Regions from separate parts of the Arachis hypogaea genome. Here region 2 is linked to region 1. A link is a contact called in public Hi-C data. All regions are on one chromosome and are shown on one strand. Each heading gives the region's core, a stretch centred on a gene start, on an enhancer-like site or on the middle of the called end of the contact. The rest is flanking DNA. Distances are from core to core; before and after follow the strand shown.

What was found. A called contact is a pair of places that touch in the nucleus more often than the background predicts.
Region 2: a contact with region 1 is called in a Hi-C map of leaf, with 2.2 times the contacts expected there. The contact joins the enhancer-like site here to the promoter of LOC112705320 in region 1. A contact is called at or near these places in 3 of 8 Hi-C or Micro-C datasets (all in leaf).

The regions. Positions count from the first base shown.
Region 1 is chr1:102,906,360-102,911,773 of arahy.Tifrunner.gnm2.J5K5, forward strand. It overlaps LOC112705320 (endo-1,3;1,4-beta-D-glucanase), which reads right to left and starts at 3,058. Exons shown (of 7, transcript XM_025756157.2): 1 at 2,682-3,058; 2 at 2,203-2,224; 3 at 1,606-1,732; 4 at 1,212-1,302; 5 at 1,018-1,107; 6 at 831-931; 7 at 373-743. The coding sequence starts at 2,829. The coding sequence ends at 603.
Region 2 is chr1:102,968,687-102,974,100 of arahy.Tifrunner.gnm2.J5K5, forward strand. No RefSeq gene overlaps it. Among protein-coding and RNA genes, the nearest start is that of LOC112762930, 7.0 kb to the left of the region's middle. Within about 2 kb of position 3,310, at least 1 of the 3 cell types and tissues checked has open chromatin away from gene starts, as enhancers often do.

The DNA of each region.
Region 1 (5,414 bases), core at 1,808-4,307:
TTGACTCTGTGATGAAAACCACTTCAGGGAGTAACGTGATTAAAATTTAAAAAATTTAGAAATTAAATTGAGGTAATTAAAACTTTAAAAACTAAATTGAGACTCAAATATATTAAAGACCAAACTGAGTATTTTCTCTATTATAAATAAATGGAGATTTATAACTCAAATGGCATAATCTTCCCGTACTCACCTAATATTGTGTATTCTACTTATCATCGAGAAGATCAATATGACATTAATTATTTTTATTAATTTTCGTATAAAATGTGTATATTATATGATTATGTCCATATTAATTATTAGAAAATCCTTACAACACCGGAAGTAAACGATGTAATCATATTCATGCACTAACTATTGAGCAGTTCCTTTCGGTTGAAAACCATTATGTATAAACATAAACATGGAGAAATAGTTCAAGTTACTATAAAGAAACAAGGAACAATCATAGTAGTGTTAAACATCAAAACATATATATGCCTTGATATCTTAAACCACGGAGAGCAGCATCATATCATAAGTTTAATAACGATAGATGAACGTAATATTCATGTCCAACAAGCAATGAAACATAAGTGATATATTCTTGACACAATTTCTCACTTGAGATGTTTAGGAAACCAGTCCAAAACAAAGTGATGAGCCTCCTCAGCATCCTTCACTGCTTTTGAATCTTGAGGGTCATACCTCACAGTCCAACCATGTGCCACCTTTGGAACTACCTTAACATAACTGTCAACCTGCACCAAACCAATAAAATCAGTTTCATCAATCATCACATGTCTCACCGGTTGACAACAAATTGAAGGAAAGGAAATATATCTGACCCGAGGTTTAGCCTTCAGGACTTCTTCAAACTTCTTTATAAGTTCTGGAGGGGAAACTTGATCTATTTCAGCTCCAAGAATGCCAATTGGAATATCAACAGCTGAAAAGGTATCAAGGCCAATGATTAAGTGAAAGAGTTAGAATTGAGAAGAATCTGTCTGCCATTACAATATTGGAAATACATACCACTGATATCTTCAACAGTGACAAATGTTGGATGTAACAGCACAGCAACTTGGATAAGTTTAGGTTTTGCAAGTTCAACCACAACCTTAGCTGAGAGAAAGAAGAGAACATATAGTGTGAGTTCAGTGTTAACTTAGCTGTGTTGATAGCTTTAAATCCAACCACCAATAAGGATCATAATAAGAGGCACTCACCACCCCAACAAAAACCAACTGCACCAATAGCAGAGATACCTTTACTTTTTAAGGCTTCAACAACGGGTTTTGCATCTTCAAAACCTTTATCCTAATAAATAATAGAATAGCTAAGCATCAAAGGTGTCACAACTTGGGTATATATAGCCGATCTGAGATACTTAGCATTAAGATTATAAACCAGCCATAACAGTGGTACTATGGCAAGCCAATTTCAAGTTATAATAAGATTAAGTAACTAAGTAATAGTGTAATACTCAGTCACATATCCTCCAAAATCAGAGTTATCTAAGTTCAAATTTGAATTAAATGATGATACCAATAATACACACTTTTCTTCAATAAAGAAAGTTATGAACAAAGAAATAATGTTAAATCATTAAAAAGAACTAACCGTTCCATGATCTTTTAACCACTCTCCTATAGGTCTGTTAGGATTCTGAGGATCATAGGGTTCACCATAAAAGAAGTCCGGAACAACCACATAGTAACCAGAAGCCGCAATCTTGTCTGCAAGCTTCCTAAACAACAAAAGATGAACAATGTTATTTAGGACAGGAACACATTGAGATGGAAACAGAGATAATTGACAATGAGAGCAGATTGAATCAGATTAGCCTCCTGCTTCTATTGGTGGTATAATTTATCAAAACCTTCAGAAATTTTAAGTGAAAGGATAAACAACCACTACCACTGTACCAAAAACCAATTGAGTATATAATGTATGAAGAATATTACAATCTAACATAACATGTACAGCATATCTTTCACAAACCATGAATCTATACTATTATGCTAATATGTCCATTTTTGTTTTAAAAGGACAAGTAGTGTGAATATCAATCAACATAGTATCCTTCCTTATGATCTACATGGTATATTACTTTGAATTTGTCAAAGCAAATCCATAAACAATAATTTAATTTCTTGAATCATTCTATTAAAAGTTAGTAAATTAGTTTCATAAAACAAACATGAGAAGTGGCCATACCTTAGATTTGGTGCTTCATACCCTGAAAGAGAAATGAAACATGTGAAGTGAGTGTAGAATTTATACATAAAATGTTTAACACCTGCAATAAATTTATGCTACATAGCCTGAAAGACAGAAAGGTTTATTAACGTATTATGCTGTGAACTCAATGTCACAATGAGAAACCTCAGACCGAAATATTTCTTCAGAACTTTCAAATCGAAAAGTTTATAAAGAACTAATGAGTGACTTGGGCAATCCTGCATAGTCAAACCCTTAAAGAAACTGATTTTTAAACTAAATTCCACAAATTTTAAACTAATTAGTTACACATATTCATAATGATTTAAAGACAAGCATATGATGAAATCCAACCACACCCAAAAAGTCAACGCACTCAAAAAGGCATAGATGACAACCAAAGTCAAAAGGTTCAGATCAACAAAAGAAGAGCAAAAGATGGAAAGTGAAAGGATGTGATGGTAGGAAGCACGAACCAAAAACATCGGAGATGAGAAGAACGGCGAGGTTGGAGTGAGAAGAGCCGGTGAGATAGGAATCAAGACCAGCAAACTTTTCAACATGGCCTATTCCTGCATTTGGGTTCAGGGTAGGAGGGTTTGAGCAGCACTCTGCACCTGCCATTGTTTTTGGAGGGGGTTTTCTGGTTCTGAATTCTAATATCTACTTATTTATAGAAGGTGAAATTTTTGGTGCTTACAAAATTTTTTACTGATTACCTAAAAACAGAGATAGAATAAAATGGAATATACTTGTTTATTTTTTAAATTCTCGTAAATGTTTAGCAGCTTAAGAGAGACCTTTATAAAAATAAAAATAAAAGGGAGGAGGTAGGATCTGTCTAGTTTGAACCGAAAAGGTGGAAGGTGTAACTGGGTGAGTTTGTGAATGAAAAAGACAAAAAGAATACACGTGGTTGCGTTAGCACTTACATCCAACGTAACACACTTGTTAAAAACAAAAGATTAAACTGAAAAAAAAAAATTTGTGTATTATTAAATATATTTAAGTTGTTTAAAATCAATCAATTTATAATTATAAAGATAACTAACAAGAGATTCGTGTTTCTTATGTAATTATAATTATGTCCTACATATCTATTGTTATTTACAATTTGTGCCTTTTTTATATCTTTTTTTTAAGTTTTAACCCATTTGAAGCTGAGGGAACTACTTATTTCTGGAACTCTCTTCTGTAATATTTTAAACTGTCGTAAGGTCTTTTTTTATCTACTGAATCGAAGACAAAAGTGGTTTCAGCAATCCCCAAATCACTCTTTCGAGTTCAAATGCATTTTATGGAAAAATATTTTCTTTAGTTTTATAAAAAATATTTTATTTATATTATAAAAAAATAATAAATAAATGTATTGATGTATTAATGGTTGATTTTTATGCTTCTGGAACTTGTACTTGTTCTTCAGATTATTGATTTTGTTCTTGAACTGTTGTTATGTAGGATATTTTATTAATTATTTAATTTTAACCTCACTGTGGGACTAAATTGATGTTAAATGAAATTTTTTTGGATTCAAATAAAACACTTTAAATCTTAAGGATCAAAACAGAATTACGCCCAAACTTAAGAGACCAATTTAGTACTTTACCCTTTATTTATTTATTATTATTATTATTTGCAGGTTTTATAAGATGAATTGAATTGTTCATAATGTAATATTAGACTAGGATTTGTTTGCTTTAATGGATAAGGAAATAAATGAAATTATTGAACTTGAGTGAAATATTGTTGTTCAAATTCAAACAATGAAATGGAAAAAAATCATTTAAAATGACTAGCTCTATTCAAACAATGAAATAGGACAAAATCATTTAAAATGACTAACTCCTATAGAATTTGAAACACAACGTTGATTTGCTATTTTTCTGTTTCTGTGATTCTTTTATTAAACTTTCTGCCTCTTTTTCTTTTTTGTATGTTCTCACTATTTTTTTTATCTTCCCTTTTAGTGTTTTGATAAACGCCAAATTAAATTTTGCCAAGACTATTTTAAACTTAAGTTCAATTTCTAATTGGTTTCGTTGAGATGATTATTACTTTTCATACTTGAATTTCATACGTTTTGTATTGTTTTTGTGATACATTCCATTATCACAAATTCACAATTACCAAGACAAATTCACTTTTATTGTTGAAGGGGATTCTTTTTATAAATCTTTCAGCTTATTTTACGAAATGGGAGAATAAGAGTTAAGGACTGACAAGAAAAAATTGTGAGTAAGTTAATGATGAGAGAGGGAAGAAGAAAGGGACTGTGCTTTCTGTTATAAGTGAAAATTCCTCCAAAAGTATATGAAATATTTGCATAAAGAGAATTGGTTAAATACCCTTTTGAAAAACTGTCCTAACTTAATTTTGTATTTTTGTTTGCCAAATTTTTTAAAATAATAATTTCAAAGATATTTCAGGTTCATAATGATGATGAGGTAAGGACATTGTTCATGCTGCTCTCAAACTCAAGCAATGGTACACTCATTTTATCAATATCCATTTTTCATTTATCTCTAATTTTTATAAATTCGGTTTCAATTCTTATTTTTATGATGTTGGATACCTTTAAAGTTGGCAGCTTATTCCTTCTTGCATTTTGCTCACCAGCTGTTTGCAATTTTGTTTCTTTGTTAGTGTGTTCAGAACTTTAGATAGTGAAGGAGACATGGAAGATTCAAGTGGAAGACATGCAAGGCACTATACATTTACATTTGGATTCTCGGGACAACATTCTTTCCTCATGTAAGTTTGAAGTTAAATATTTCAAAATGATCAAAGTATTTGGTAGTTTGACCTGAGTTTAAAATTTTGCTATGGATTATATCACTTTTTTTTAATTATTTTTTATTTTGATTAATAATTTGTTTTCAATGTTTTAGCTTTATATGTCGGATAAAAAATTTATTTAATTTATTTATTTGTTTTTTTTAACTTAAGATATTTTTTAATTTTCACTTTTCTTAGTTCTTTTGTATGTGGAGTCTCCCTCCTTTTGCAGTATGATGATAATTCTCCCTTTTTTAATTATTTGAGTAACATTATGATGAATTTATGATAATTTGGTCCTTAAAATTTCTGTAGAGATTCTATAGTGTAGTATGTTGGTTAAAGTCGATTACCTGCTAGAAGAGAATGCAAGATTCAAGAGACTGCAACAACAGAATGCAAGATTCAAGAGACTGCAACAACAGACATGCATC
Region 2 (5,414 bases), core at 2,060-4,559, 63 kb after region 1:
CTACTCTAAAATCAATTCATGCATTTTATCAAACACCTAGTGTGCATAAACATAATGCCTGGTAAATTGCATGAATTAGTAAAATCTACAACTACCGAATGTAAGAAAACAACAATAACAACTAAATTAGACCACAAGAAAGGATAAAACATAACATTTCATTGGAGAAAATCAAAATCCAACAAGGGTTCATGAAAGTAAAAATGACAACATAAAGAAATTAACAAGAGAAACTAAGAATATTAAGACCATAGAACAACAAAATATAAAGGGAGTTGAACTAAAAACAAGAATTAAAACTTGGATCTAAGAAAATTTAAGCTAACCTAGCCTAAATTCTAGAGAGAAGAGAGAGCTTCTCTCCCTAGAAACCTATTTTAAAACATGGTAAAAACTATATTCTATGACTACTTTTTTTCCTTCGTTCATTCCCCTACAATCCTTGGGTTCAACAGCATTAAAAATGAGTTGGATTGGGCTAAGATGGGCTCAGAAATTGCCCTCAGCATATTGTCTTTAATGAGGTCATGTGCTGCTTGTCATGCGTACGCATGGGTCACGCGTACTCATGGCCTGGCAGATTTTCTCATCATGTGTACGCGTGAGCCACACGTACGCGTCGCCATGAATTCTACAAATCCTCATTTCTTCATGAATTTTCCACTTTGCATGCTTTTCTTCCATTTTTGTTTTGTTATATATATATATATATATATATATATATATATATATATATATATATATAGATTTTCCCTATGTATATATGTTTTACTTTTGCACCTCATAGAGGTTTTTGGAGAACTAGGGTTGCTTTTACGTATTTTGGGTTATGGATTATATATATATATATATATATATATATATATATATATATATATATATATATATATATATATATATATATATATATATATATATGTATGTATGTATGTATGTATGTATATAACTATTCTCTCCCCGCACTTAAATATTAGCATGTCCTCATGCTAAGTATAAAGCAAGACGAGAAATGGGGTATGAACATTTATTTAATGCAATCTATCTACATGAATGCAACTAAATGCAAAATGCGTCTACTCACTTGGTTAAAAATAAATCAATCTCCAAGAACATATATAAACACATAGGGCTAAGATAGTATGATGATTCATGAATTCCACTAATTCAAATCTCAAAATAAAGTATAAATAGACTTGCAATAAGAAATCTCGTGAAAGCCGGGAACAAAGGATTAAGCATCGAACCCTCACCAGAGGTGTTTGCACTATAATCTCTCTAGTGTTTGAGGGTCGATTCTCCACTAATCTTGCTTTCTAAGGCTTGCTCTTCTTCTACCAATCAACATATGTTCAATGCATGGATACATATATCAAGAGGTCTTTTCAAGGGTTGTAATGGGTTATGGCCAAGGTAGGATTGTATTTGGTCAAGTGGACTAAAATCTGAATCCTTGATCAACCTAAACTTCCCATCTAACCTAAGACAATCCATGTAATCAAAATACAAAACCTAACTACCCACTGAATATCTTTTCTCCATATTAGACAAAAATCACAATCTTAGAGAGAATAACACACCAAAACAAAATATTGGTTGATAAGATGCAACCAGTCAAATAGGCTCAAAATCTCACAAGGCTTGTGTGTTCTAACTCTAAAACCATGTTCCAAAATTAATTTCTTCAAGCAAGTTCAACAAAAGTTTTGATCAAATTAATGGAATGCTCTAAAACCGTTTCTCGGAAAAGTAGTCATTACTTCAACCAAGTAGTCCTAGCACAAAGATGAGTAGAATATGTACAAACTCTAACTATCATGTAATCCATCATGTAACAACTTACTACAGAAAGCAAATTATACTAACTAACAAAGAAGATTAAGACATAGGTGTTGGAAAGAGGAGTTGTTACCCACGGAAGTCAGTCACCAACCTTCCTACGCTTAAAGACTGCACCGTTCTCGGTGCATTTAAAGAGGAGCAAATGGTAGGGGGAACGCCGCTTTCAATGGCCTAAGGATGATGTGACAGGGGCGCCTCCATGTCCATCTCTCGATTGCGTTCTTTGCCAAAATCCAAAGTGGACTTCGGAGTAGCGGTCTCCCCCAAAGGTGGGTAGATGGCTGAGGTGCTTATGGTGATGTTGATGATGTTGAAATTTCCGGTTGGCTACCTTCCTAGGAGCTTGCTCCTGGTCTCTCTTAGTGAGATTCCTAAAATGGAGGAGAAGGGAGAAACATTAAGATAAGAGAGAAAGATATGAAACTAATAAAGTGCAAGTGAGAAAGAATGCCAAATAAGAATAAGGTGTCTCAAGTACATGGTAGTTACAACATGTAAGTGAGAAATCAACTAAAACATTGAGGCATATCACCAGCACTCGATGCATGAGTCAAGAAAGCACATAAGTATAGGCCAAGGAAAGAGAAACTCAAGCATCAAAATCGATAAAGATGAACTCATGCAAAAATAGGGAAGACATAAGAGAAGTATTAACTCAGAAGAACTCCAAAGTAATGAAGCACAAAAAGAATAATATGGAGTTAAATCACTAATTCATGCATGATGTCACAAGAATAGAAATCCATGAACAATAAGAATTAATCATGAAAAAGAGAATAAAATTGGAGAAATGTACAAGGAATGTAAGTCTTATGAAAAAGAAGCAAAGAGTTAGAAGCATAAAACAAAAATTAAAGGAAATACTCATTGGTTCTTTTTCACAAACACTTAGTGTGCATAGTATGAATCAACAAGCAAATTGATAAAATCAAGTATGTAGCACTCTCAAAATGAAAAGCAACAATTATAGCATCACCAAACAAGACAAAACAAAGTAAAAGGCACCAAAACAATCTATTGAATTCACAAAATTTGAATGTGAAAATCCAACACCAATAAAAAAATAACAAGTCTAGAAAAGAAGGATGAAGAACTAACTACATATAGCAAAACTAAATTGCAATCAACAAGAACAAATGTCATCAAGTACCACAAGTAAAAGAAAATTAGAAAGCAGGAGAAGTTGAGAAATAAAATTTTAAAAAGAGGGAGAAGAAGAAATGGAGAAGTGCAAGTGAGAATGGATGAGAAAGGTGAGAAAAAGAGAAAGAAAGAGAAGAAAAGAAAGGGTGGAAATTGAAGAAATGAAGAAGGAAGGATGAAAGAAAGAAGAAGAAGTAAGAAAGAAAAAAGAAACACGGTGAAAGAACAGGGAAGCGCGCCCTTCAATTGAATTCGGACGATGACGTGTACGCGTCGGTCACGCATATGCGTGAGAGGCAATAAAAGAAAGGTGACGCGTATGCGTGAGGGCTATCGTGCTACTCGCACAACACCCGCATGGTCCCAGCACAACTCACTATCCAGACCATGCGTTCGCACCAACACAACACCAAAAATTCACAATCCAGGAAAACAGGGCGATGCGTACCCGTCGGTCACGCATACGTGTGACAAATGCCCATGCTCATAGCACCCTTCCCGCATGGCCCAAGCACAACTCACTGTGCAGGCCATGCAGTAGCGTCGTTCACGCACCATTCTCGCATGTGAATTTTCGGGGGTCACGCGTACGCATGGTGCAGGCGTATGCGTGACAAGTTTTTTTTTTAAATTAACAAAATCCTTATCCATTCAAACATGGGTAAATTTCAAAATAACTAACCTAACTCAAAGCATAAATCTAACAAACAAACTAGCAACCAAAGCAATATATCGAAAAGTGATATAAAAGGCAAGAAATTACCTAACAATGGCAACTCAATTCATTCATCAACTATAGATACAAGAGAATGGAAAGAGGTTACCATGGTGGGGTGTCTCCCACCTAGCACTTTTATTTTAAGTCCTTAAGTTGGACAATTGATGGGGTCCTTGTCATGGTGGCTTATATTTGAACTCTTCCTTGAATCCTCACCAATGCTTGCATATCCAATGTCCACCGGGATCCCAAATTATTCCGGGGTCCCAAACCTTGTGTTTGCACCCGTCTTCTTGTTGATTATCGTAGTTCAATTTGGGTGACAAGACTTGTGAATTCTCATTTAGGTACTAAATTCTCTCCCTAGACCCATTCAATGTAGCACTATGCCAACCTTTGAATTTCAACCTTGATGATTCAACCAAAATGAACCTAGGATTGTATTTCCAACCATTACACAACTCTCTCTTACTCTTTACTCCACAAGGGCTCTAAATTGACCATCCATTTTAAGCAAACCATATTCAAGAGGAAAAGTAAAGCTTAGGGATAAGAGATTTACCCACTTGAATGAAAGAACGGATGGTGATGGCTTGGGGAGAGGTGTTTCCAACAACTTTGGCAACGTGATCTTCACTCCCTTTGACTCCTCCTTGCTAATTTCACCTCGTGACAAGCTTCTTTCACTTCAACCTCTTCCTCACCAAATTCTTCTTATTCTTCCCCATCACTCAAATCATATGTTGGAGGTTGAGTAAAATCTATCTCAACATCAACCTCAAATTCAATGGGAGAAGACTTTTCAAACTCAAGAGGATCATATGTTGATGCGGAATCATCATCAATTGATGGACTTGTTACTTGCTCCATTTCTTCCATTTCAAGTTCTTCCACATTGCTTGCCAAGGGTAGGGGGAGGTTGTGCATATTCTTTTTGACCTTTAATTCATGTCCAATGGGAGAGGATTCAACAAAATCATTGAGGGGGTTAGTGAGTGAAAGATAAGAAATCATCAATGATTGAATCCATCTCTTGATCAACCTCTTCAACTTTAGAGGGCTCTACAACTTTAGCTTCCCATGGACTTTCGGCATCTCCTAAATCTTCAATCACTTCTTCCTCTTCAACAATTATGGCTTCCTCCCATTGTTCCAATACAAAATCCCATTTCTCATTCTCCACCAGAGTTTCCAATCTCTCTTTCATACTCTGCTCTTCATTTGATTCTCTACATGTGACCATGGGAGTACTTTGACTGCATGAGCATTGGGTGGATAAATTATTTACTACCTCAGTCAAGGTATCCACGAATTCTAGTTGCCTCCTTTGAGCTTCAGGTTGCTCTTAGAGTAATGAAGTGAGAGAATCATCCATGAGTGTTTGAGGTTGATATGAGGGTTCATTGTATGGGAGAAAGGGTTTATAATAGGGAGATGGTTCATCTTGACAAGGATATGGAGATGGTGTATACTGAGGTGATGGTTCTTGGGAGTATTGATGTTGGAATTGTGGTGGCTCTATGCATGGTTTATAAGGCTAATAAGGTTGTTGGTAATGTGGATAAGGGTTAGAATTATATGGAGGCATTTGGTAAGATGAGGCTTGTGAGTATGGTGTTGAAAATAATGTTGAGGAGGAGGAGGTTCATAGGCATATTGTGGTTGTAATTGATAATCACAAGGAGGTCCACCATAACCATTGGATTGATATGCA